Linked DNA regions of Zea mays: all the other regions are linked to region 1. The links are chromatin contacts, called in public Hi-C maps. All regions are on one chromosome and are shown on one strand. Each heading gives the region's core, a stretch centred on a gene start, on an enhancer-like site or on the middle of the called end of the contact. The rest is flanking DNA. Distances are from core to core; before and after follow the strand shown. Region 1 has its middle 41 kb from the start of LOC100274657. Region 2 overlaps LOC103638229 (a long non-coding RNA gene). Region 3 holds the start of LOC100283083 (zinc finger protein CONSTANS-LIKE 16).

Region 1 (2,900 bases), core at 128-2,627:
GTTAACACATGAGTGCCATCAATGGCACCAATACAGTCCTACATATTAGGGCAAACATTTGTTACTACAAACCCAACATGAAAAGAAGTGATGTGTTTGGATTTGGCTGACCTTGAAATAGGGGTACCATTTGTGGCTATCTCTAATTTTGGTTGGTGTAGCAGTTGAAGGTGGCAAGATCATTTCATTCCTCAGTTCACCAACAACATACAATACTTTCCCCGAAGTATCTACTGATGGTCTCAATAGACCTTCGAAAGGTCATGTGTATAACTCTAAACCTTTGGTTATGACCTACCACATGTAAAAACATGGCAACCTGCCCTTTTACTGAGCTATGAACACTATATCTCAATAGTTGCTTAGTGAGAAAAAGTTCACACAACTGCATAAATTTGATTAGCGACATGATTTCATCAGATTTATCGGTGAACCATGCCGATGCGGCAGCTCGCTAGCGTGGACGAGTAAAGACCCTCGTGGCCCACCAAGATGCGTCGATAATCCCCTTGCTGATCCCACCGGCTTTAAAAACTAGCCATTCCTTCTCCTTCCTCTCCCGCTCAGAAGATCACACTCGCTTTTAGCAGCTGAGTGTTGAGCTCACTCTCACAGTCTCACGCACACTCCACAGTGCCATTCGTCTCGTTCGAGCACGCACGCGCTCGCGCCAGCAGGTCCGACGACAGCAAACAGAATGAGCTTGTGGCCAGCTCATCAGCTGAGGCAGCTACAGGATGCGGCCGTGATCAGCCCCATCGCCATCGACATCGTGTGGTGGTCAAATGCAGCATGTTCGCGCTCATCCCGTCCTTCACGGACATGATCATCAACAGGTACGGGATGCGGCCGGACATCAGCAACGCGCACCTGTCCGGGACGGGATGGGATGGGATGCGACTCGCGGTCCTCTAGATCGTGTACCCTTCTCTCTTTTTTAAAAAACTTTTTTCTAAATTTTTTTAGGCTAGTTTGGGAACTCTACTTTTCAAAGGATTCCTATTTTATAAGGGAAAATGAACTAATTTTAATTAAGAAAAGAATAATCCCTTGAAAAAAATAGGGTTACCAAACTAGAACTAATAAATAACTTTTGCCCGTTTAAAAAAAGGAAAAATGTACAGCGAGTTGGATCGATTACATGCATTGCTAGCAAAATGTACTGTGACAAGTGAAGTTACTGTTACTACTGCCCATGGCAAAGATGGATGGGCACGTACGATGCTGCATTGCATTGCATTGCACTTGCACTTGCACTTGCCTCGCTCGATGCGGCTCTGGCCGCGTGCGCCCTCTGCGCCGGCCAGCCTCAGGGCGTCCGTTTTCAATTCTTGCCGTGCCGGGCGTGTGCTGCTTCTGCTGTTCGGTCGAGTCCGGCCGGCGCCCATTTATCGCGACCCTGCCGCTGGCAGCGCCACGAGCCCACGACCAAGGATGGCGGCCAGTAGCTGGATCCGTGCGCGTTATTTTTATACAAATGTGTCGGAGCATGGCAAGGGCCAGATGTTCGGCCGGGCCGTGACGGGCCGCCATGAATGCACGTGGAATCTTTGACCGGGCTTGCCACCGCTAACCGCTCGCTAGGCCAGTCAAAATGTAGTTTTATAGAAGTTTTATTCACATTAAAATAATGTATCATGTCAGCAATTTAGATAACATGACAAGCCATTGATAAAAAAATATGAAATAGGCTCTCGCATGTTACCTATACAAATAGTGCTGAATAAAACTCTTCACCATGAGAGACAACTTTAATCAATATTTCATTTTTCTTTTCTGATTATGTGGTATATTTTAAACACAAATATGAAATCTATCATGGTCTTACATACTATACTTTGAGCCCTTTTTTTCTTAAAAGCTTTTTCTGAGAATCTGAATTACTGGATAATCTAGCTGTTACAAGAATTTAAATATCGTGGGGCTTACGTGCGGAATAAGATTAAAAGGTCTACACGATTTAGTGTTTAGAAAGCGATGGATTTCTTCCGTCATGACGACTCGACATATTCTACATTCACATTCATTTAGACTGTTTTTACAAAAACGATTCTCACAGAAACAGACTGATAAACGAAACGTTTAGCTTGCACAAGTCGATTCTAACGGTCATAAACCCAAATAAAACAGGCCAGGCTGCCGCCCACGGCTGTGCACGCTAGTATTGAGCCCAGGTGTCTAACCTAGAATGTGTGCTATTATGTTGTATCAGTGGCGTAACTAGGGGTATGCTAGGTATGCCCTACATACTCCACGTGTCCAGCATATATGCTGTATATATACGAATATATTTATAAAAAAATAAAAAAATTATCTAAAAATGGCAACATAGAAAGAATATTGTGCTAATTATCTTGTAGCTTGTAATTTTTTGTGTTCAAGGCTATGACCTTAAGACTTATCAACGAAGTCTCGAGGTGGGTTGTTGAACGGACAATACAATCATAAAATCAACAATCCAGCATTTGATCGCTTAAATTTTTTGACAAGCACGACTCGTGAAATGCCACTGAATACTAGACTGCTTGGTGTAGGATTAAGTCAAGATAATTGTGTATTTAGAAGGTCCAACTAAAAAAATTAGATAATCCCTTTTCATACCTACACTACATTTTATAAACTATCGTTATAGCTTTTCATCTATTTTATACTCCATACATCCCAAAAATATAATTTGTTTTAGACTTAATATACATTCATTAATTAATCTATGAATGTAGTTTGCGTGTATGTCTATATTTATTATCATCTATTCGAATGTGGATGTAAAAAGGGCTAGAAAGAACTTTATTTTGAGATGGAGGGAGTATTATAGTTTGAGAATATTTTTAACTTGGTTTTTATATGTAAGGCTTATTATTGTTTTAACCTAATCTTTAAATATAAGATTTAATGTGTAA
Region 2 (2,900 bases), core at 204-2,703, 850 kb before region 1:
AACTTTTAGGTGCCTAGGAATAATGACCCTAAGTTCTACTAGTCTATTGGTGTATGTCTAAGCAAGGTAGAGTGCTTATGCATGGTTTATTGATACTTGCTTTTTGAATCGGATCCGGTTAAGTTAGAATAAAGTTGATATTATTCTTAGTGTTATGTCAACATCTAGTATTTGTTTATGAGTGTTGTGTTACCTTGTTAGCAAATGTTTATTTTTATATTGTATAGTCTTGGGGAAATTCGATCATATGTGATGATGCGATGCTTGTTTAGTTGGTATGCTATGCATAATAGTTTAGTGGAGTAATTCTAAAGTTACTTGACATGCTATTGTTTGTTATTCTAAGTCCTAGGTATCCTAGATTAATGAATATATGTTTTGTTAATGTTCGGTGTTATTCTTTAGCTAAGGAGGGCATAGAACGTATGTATGGCTGTTGTTGCCAGATGTTTGAATTAGGTCCGAGTACCTGGAAGATCAAGATTGTTGTGTTAGAGAGTTAAAAGTATTTAGTGTTTTCGTATTAGAATTGTGATGCCTTGCTATAAGCGTTTGATATACTTCGGGTAATATTACCTATCTTGTGCTATTTTTATCTGCATTCGTTCATGTGCATCACACATTTCATTAGGTACACTAGTTGATCACGTGATGTGGAGGACAAGAACCGAATTGATCTCAAAGTGATGCTGGTCGATGAACCTAACGATGGATGATTCGATCGAGTGCTAGGACGGGAGATGGTCGTCAAGCGAGTATCATCTAACAACATTAACATAGTGTTTTATCCTAGGCAAATCTCGGTGCATTCACCTCTTTCCTTGTTGTTTACCAAAATTTTATCATCTTATATGATGCATTACGATCGTGCTGAGGGCTAGATGCACAGCAGTGGGCGACTCATCGCGGACTCACTATGACTATCATCATTGACTTGTACATCATAATGATATACTCGATCCGTCCAAGACTGGACTATCTATTTTAAGTGTTAAAGTAGTCCAAGGATAATCTACCTATTCTTTGTGCTGCATGTTAACTCCTTGTTACATGCATGCACGCATGCTGCATAGGAGTCGTTGGGATGACTCCTCCTTGCATACATATGTCCATATGATTGGTTAGCTGCACCGTCTCGTCCCATGTCACCACGTGTGTTGACTTTATCTGAGTTTGTGTTTGGTTGGTTGCACGTGTGAAGCGCAGGCTGCATGGACAGACGCAAAATAAGTTATGTTAGCTGCATCCACACGTACGTCTAAAACGGACGTACGCGGTTGGCCAGGCTCGCGCGAGATTGTACGTGTGGGTACAGTCATCCAATCAGGCGAACAATTAATGATCTTGTACACAGTAAAACTAGAGTACAACTTCAGTTCTGGTCTCCGGCTCGGCACTTCCCATCCACTAGAAGAGAATGGGAAGAGGTACATGTGCAAGTGGAAGAGGCGACTTATATGGGCCTGTTTGGTTTTCGGACGGAGACATCCTGGCTTGTGTCTTCGTGACCTGGCTGATCTAGAGCAGGTTTATGTGAGCCAGGCTCCAGAGAAACGCAAATAAATCCTGTATCTTATGAGCCAAGCTCACTTATCAGTTTTGCATCATCTAAGCCAGGTCCAGCTATAAATGCAGTCATCCAAACAAGCATAACTTGTATCGCTAGAGCCAGGCTGGAGAACCAAACACGAGAACGTATAAAGATGTTGTACCTCCGGAGCCGAGTTCGGTCTCATCAGGGTAACCAATCAGGCCCTATATGTACGTTGTGGGCTGAAAATTTCTGAAACGGTTGTTGCGCATGATTTGAGTGGGATATAGGTAGATCATCCTTGGATGGAGGGAGTATATACCTATCCAGAATAATGGTCATGCTGAATAGAGCAACTATAATAAAGTGTATATGCGGGCTCTAAGAAATGTAAAGGCTTCTACTGTTCTCTTGGCTTTAATCCAAAACAGCTTCTACTGTAGAAGTTGTTTCTACAGTGTTTTGTCTCTATGGATTATAGATGCAGCAGCCCGAACAATTGATTTTAATCTGATTAGAGCAAGTATAATAAGGTAATATAATCAGGCTGCAAAAGGTGTCATATTACATATATTAGATTTATAGTGATATGAAAAAAGAGATATAGAGAGAAGAAAATATGCTATTCACTAGTAGATAAAGGTGATCTGTTAAAGACTCCAAAACACTATGAGATAAAGTATGAGATAAAGAGGTGGATACAATATTAAATGTACGACTTATATTCTTATATTATAAAAATAGTTATTATATAACTAATATTTTAATTGGTTACATGTGACCTTGCGACGTTATAAAATATATACTATACACTGTATTATTAACGGGCGCGCCGTTTCGTGGATGAATAATTTAAGCCTGGCGTGGCTATTCAGACTTGACTCGTGCTTGGAGTCGTGCTTGGAGTAGCACGTTTAATATAAACATGGAAACTGAACACGGGACCTTAGTAATCAGTTCGTTTTGCTTCTGTGTGGTTAATTAGTAATATGAATAATCTTATGTTACAAAATCTGTCGTTTGATGATCGCTTGGCCAGACGCATATTCAACTCATGATGTCTTGCTCGTCGGGACTCGGGACATCACCCACGATGCAATCATACAGGTAGGTACACGACGAAACCTAACCTTTTTGCAAGAGGGCGGTGCAGTTCCGTTCCAACCAATGCACGGAGACTTCTACTTCTACATGATGGATTGCATAACCAAGTTATGCCTTCCTTCCTCGAATACGAAAAGATACCCTTTAATATCGTGACAGTGAAACCAGAATAATTATATCACGGTTCAGTTCCGCATCTTCGCAAATTATAACGTAAATAGCAACGATAATAATTTACACTTAAAGTGAGGCGATAAGTTTGAAT
Region 3 (2,900 bases), core at 182-2,681, 610 kb before region 1:
TGCCCAGCAAGTCCTCACCGCCGTGGCCGACCATTCCTCGTCCCACAACCCACATGTTCTGTATTTAGAACAAGAATTGAATTCGACGTTAACACAATCACTCCGATCGAGCGAAGCCGTGCATGCACTCAAAAAGTCAGGGATCTCGATGATGTGGCGGGGCCCGGGAATTGAACGTACCGTGCAGTCGTGGGGCCAGCTGTCGTCGAGCTTGACATGTGGTCGTTCGGCGCCGCCGGTCCACGGCGAGCTCCCCCAGCTCTGGATGATGGCCTCGTAGTTGAGGGTGAGCGAGAGGCTCGTCTGCAAGAACTGGCCGTCGGTTCCCGTGTGGCTGCTGCTCGCGGCATTCTCGGTCGTCGTCGTGTCCTGAGGCGAGCCGTAGTTGAAGTCGATGTCCAGCATCTCGTCAGATGCATCTGGGTCCAGCAGCTCGAGGGCGCACGCCAGCGTGCCACTGGCTTCGCAGGCACTGCCGGCGTCAGTCTCCACCTTGACTCGCGACGCGTCTTCACCCACTTCCACCGGTTCCAGGAGGCCCAGCGTCTCCATGCAGAACGACGAGCTCTCCTCGTTGCCGTCGTCCAGGCCGTACCCGAGCAAGGCCTCCATGTCCGCGGCGAACTCCCTGAGCTCGGCGTCGGTCGGCCCGAAGTTGGCATGACCTCCGTCGGGGAAAAACTGCACCAGCGGCGCCGCTGCAGGTGTCTCTCGATCTGTCTTCGCCGGGTCCTCGACGGCGCCGTCTTCGTTGCAGGACGACGCGAGAGCGGCCGCGTCCTCAAGAGGCTGGGGCGAGCAGAACTCTGCCAGGGCAGGGTCAAAGACAGGCACGCGGTAAAGCACCTCCTCCTCCGGCTCCTCGGCCTCGAACTCCCCCTCGTCGTTCCGACCATCTGGCGAGTCCCCGCCCGCCGCATGGGGCACAACGAGGCGCCGCGACAACGTCCGCACATCGCTTTTGGCGCGCCCACCGCGCGGGGTGCGCGCCTTGCGCTTGAACCACGCCGGCACCACCTCGTCGTGGCTCTCGCGATTCGCTGACGCCGGCGTGGGAGGCGGCGGCGTCTGCAGCGGAGACGTGGGGCGCAGACGCAGCCTCTCGTGACGCCGCGCGAGCGAGTTCGCGGAGTGCACCGACGTGTCGCAGACTTGGCACAGGAACGCGTCGTCCGCTGCGCAGTACCACCTGGCCCGCCGGCGCAGGCACGCGTCACAGGCGCGCGCCTCCTTGCCACCCACCGCCGCCGCCTTCGCCGAGCTGCCGGTCGTGGTCGTGGCAATCATTTCCCTTCAAAGCGGTGTGCCGGCGTGCTACTCAGTGATGGCTTCTTCTACGCTGAATGTAGTAGGATGGGACCTATAGTATCCACATGTGCCGACGTACACTCTGAGTTTTTGTATGTACTGTAGATGTTAGGGAAAAAATGTGCTGAAAATATCGCGGTGCTCGGTTTTATAGAACCGAAGGAGAAGATGGGCCCATCTTGCGCGCTTTCTGGGCCCCGCCGGCTGCACTTTGCTTGCACTTTTGGTGTCGCGCAAGGGCACCACTACCTGCGGGTCTTATCTGCAACGTGATTGGTCGAAGGGTAGCGCAGGATGCGGGGCAGGCGCTTGTGATTGGCTCCGACGGGATTTCCAGTGGGGCCACCACCTTCAGCTACGCACGGCCTACAGGCTAGAGCCCTTTCCACATCGCTCTCACGGTTGCTGGCAGTGGCAGGGGACCGCTAGGGCAAGGCGAGAAAAGTCTTTCTTGGTCTTCGTAGCTCAAGTTATCACTAGGTTATTACTATATGCTAGCTCTGGCTAAGGCTACCATGCATTATGCGGAAGGGAGGTGTCGACCGTAACCATGACAACGTGAAAGAAAACGTTGACGGTGGATAAGGAATAGGATGATGTATTACTGGAATTCGGCTCTTTGCCAGATGCCACATTCGGTAAAGTTCCACTCTCGATAACGACTACGTTTACCGAGAGCAGGACTCTCGGCACAGGAAGACACTCAGCAAAGACAGCTTTGCTGAGTGCTAAACACTTGATAAAAGTCAACGCTCGGTAAAGGGACGTTAGCAGTCGTCTATAGCTGACGGTCGTTACCTTTGGCACTCAGCAAAGAAGCTACTTTGCCGAGTGTCATTATTGGACACTCGGCAAAGTATATTTTTATTTTTTTCTTTTCCCAACCAAAATTTTTGTGGTATGTTTCTACACTATGTAGACCTATATGTTCCATTTTTGCACAATTATAAAAGTGTTTGCTATAGCTATTAGATTTAGTTCGTTTAATTGAATTTCTTCGAAAAATTTAGATTTGAATTGCAAGTCACTCGAAACATGAAAAATCGTGCATGCAAAAATGATATTCATGTTATTTAGCACAAGTTACGATCGATTTCAGGAACATACTAGAATCTTCGATCACTATGCTCACTAAACATGACGGTGAACTTGTCATCCAATTGTTTAAAAACTGTATAAAACACAAACAAAGTTAGAAAATCATGAAGCTTGTCCACATGTCATGATATCATATGTAGATAGGCTGTGATAAAAATTTGAGAATATTTCAAGAAAGTTGTGACGCACTATGTGTAGAAACCTAGCCGGTCCACATTGAAACTCTATGATTTCATGTTACGCTAGTTAGGTTTCTACACATAGTGCGTTACAACTTTCTAGAAATATTCTCAAATTTTTATCACAACCTCTACATATGATATTATGACATGTGGACAAGTTTCATGATTTTTTGACTTTGTTTGTGTTTATTCAATGTTTAAACAACTTGATGACAAGTTCACGGTCATGTTTCATGAGCATGGTGCTCGAAAATTCCGGTCTACTCCTGAAATCGGTCATAACTTGTGTTAAATAACATGAATATCATTTTT

Evidence for each region. Hi-C and Micro-C count contacts between places; a contact is called where the count stands out from the background.
Region 2: a contact with region 1 is called in a Hi-C map of tassel, with 7 times the contacts expected there. The contact joins two enhancer-like sites. A contact is called at or near these places in 2 of 25 Hi-C or Micro-C datasets (ear and tassel).
Region 3: a contact with region 1 is called in a Hi-C map of tassel, with 5 times the contacts expected there. The contact joins the promoter of LOC100283083 here to the enhancer-like site in region 1. A contact is called at or near these places in 2 of 25 Hi-C or Micro-C datasets (ear and tassel).

The regions. Positions count from the first base shown.
Region 1 is chr9:33,391,273-33,394,172 of Zm-B73-REFERENCE-NAM-5.0, reverse strand. No RefSeq gene overlaps it. Among protein-coding and RNA genes, the nearest start is that of LOC100274657, 41 kb to the right of the region's middle. Within about 2 kb of position 1,377, at least 15 of the 20 cell types and tissues checked have an H3K27ac peak or open chromatin away from gene starts, as enhancers often do. A contact at or near this core is called in ear and tassel, where this site is marked.
Region 2 is chr9:34,239,539-34,242,438 of Zm-B73-REFERENCE-NAM-5.0, reverse strand. It overlaps LOC103638229 (a long non-coding RNA gene), which reads left to right. Exons shown (of 3, transcript XR_558633.4): 3 at 632-1,011. Among protein-coding and RNA genes, the nearest start is that of LOC103638229, 3.7 kb to the left of the region's middle. Within about 2 kb of position 1,453, at least 13 of the 20 cell types and tissues checked have an H3K27ac peak or open chromatin away from gene starts, as enhancers often do. A contact at or near this core is called in ear and tassel, where this site is marked.
Region 3 is chr9:33,999,438-34,002,337 of Zm-B73-REFERENCE-NAM-5.0, reverse strand. LOC100283083 (zinc finger protein CONSTANS-LIKE 16) reads right to left here and starts at 1,431. Exons shown (of 2, transcript NM_001155985.2): 1 at 181-1,431; 2 at 1-58. The coding sequence starts at 1,287.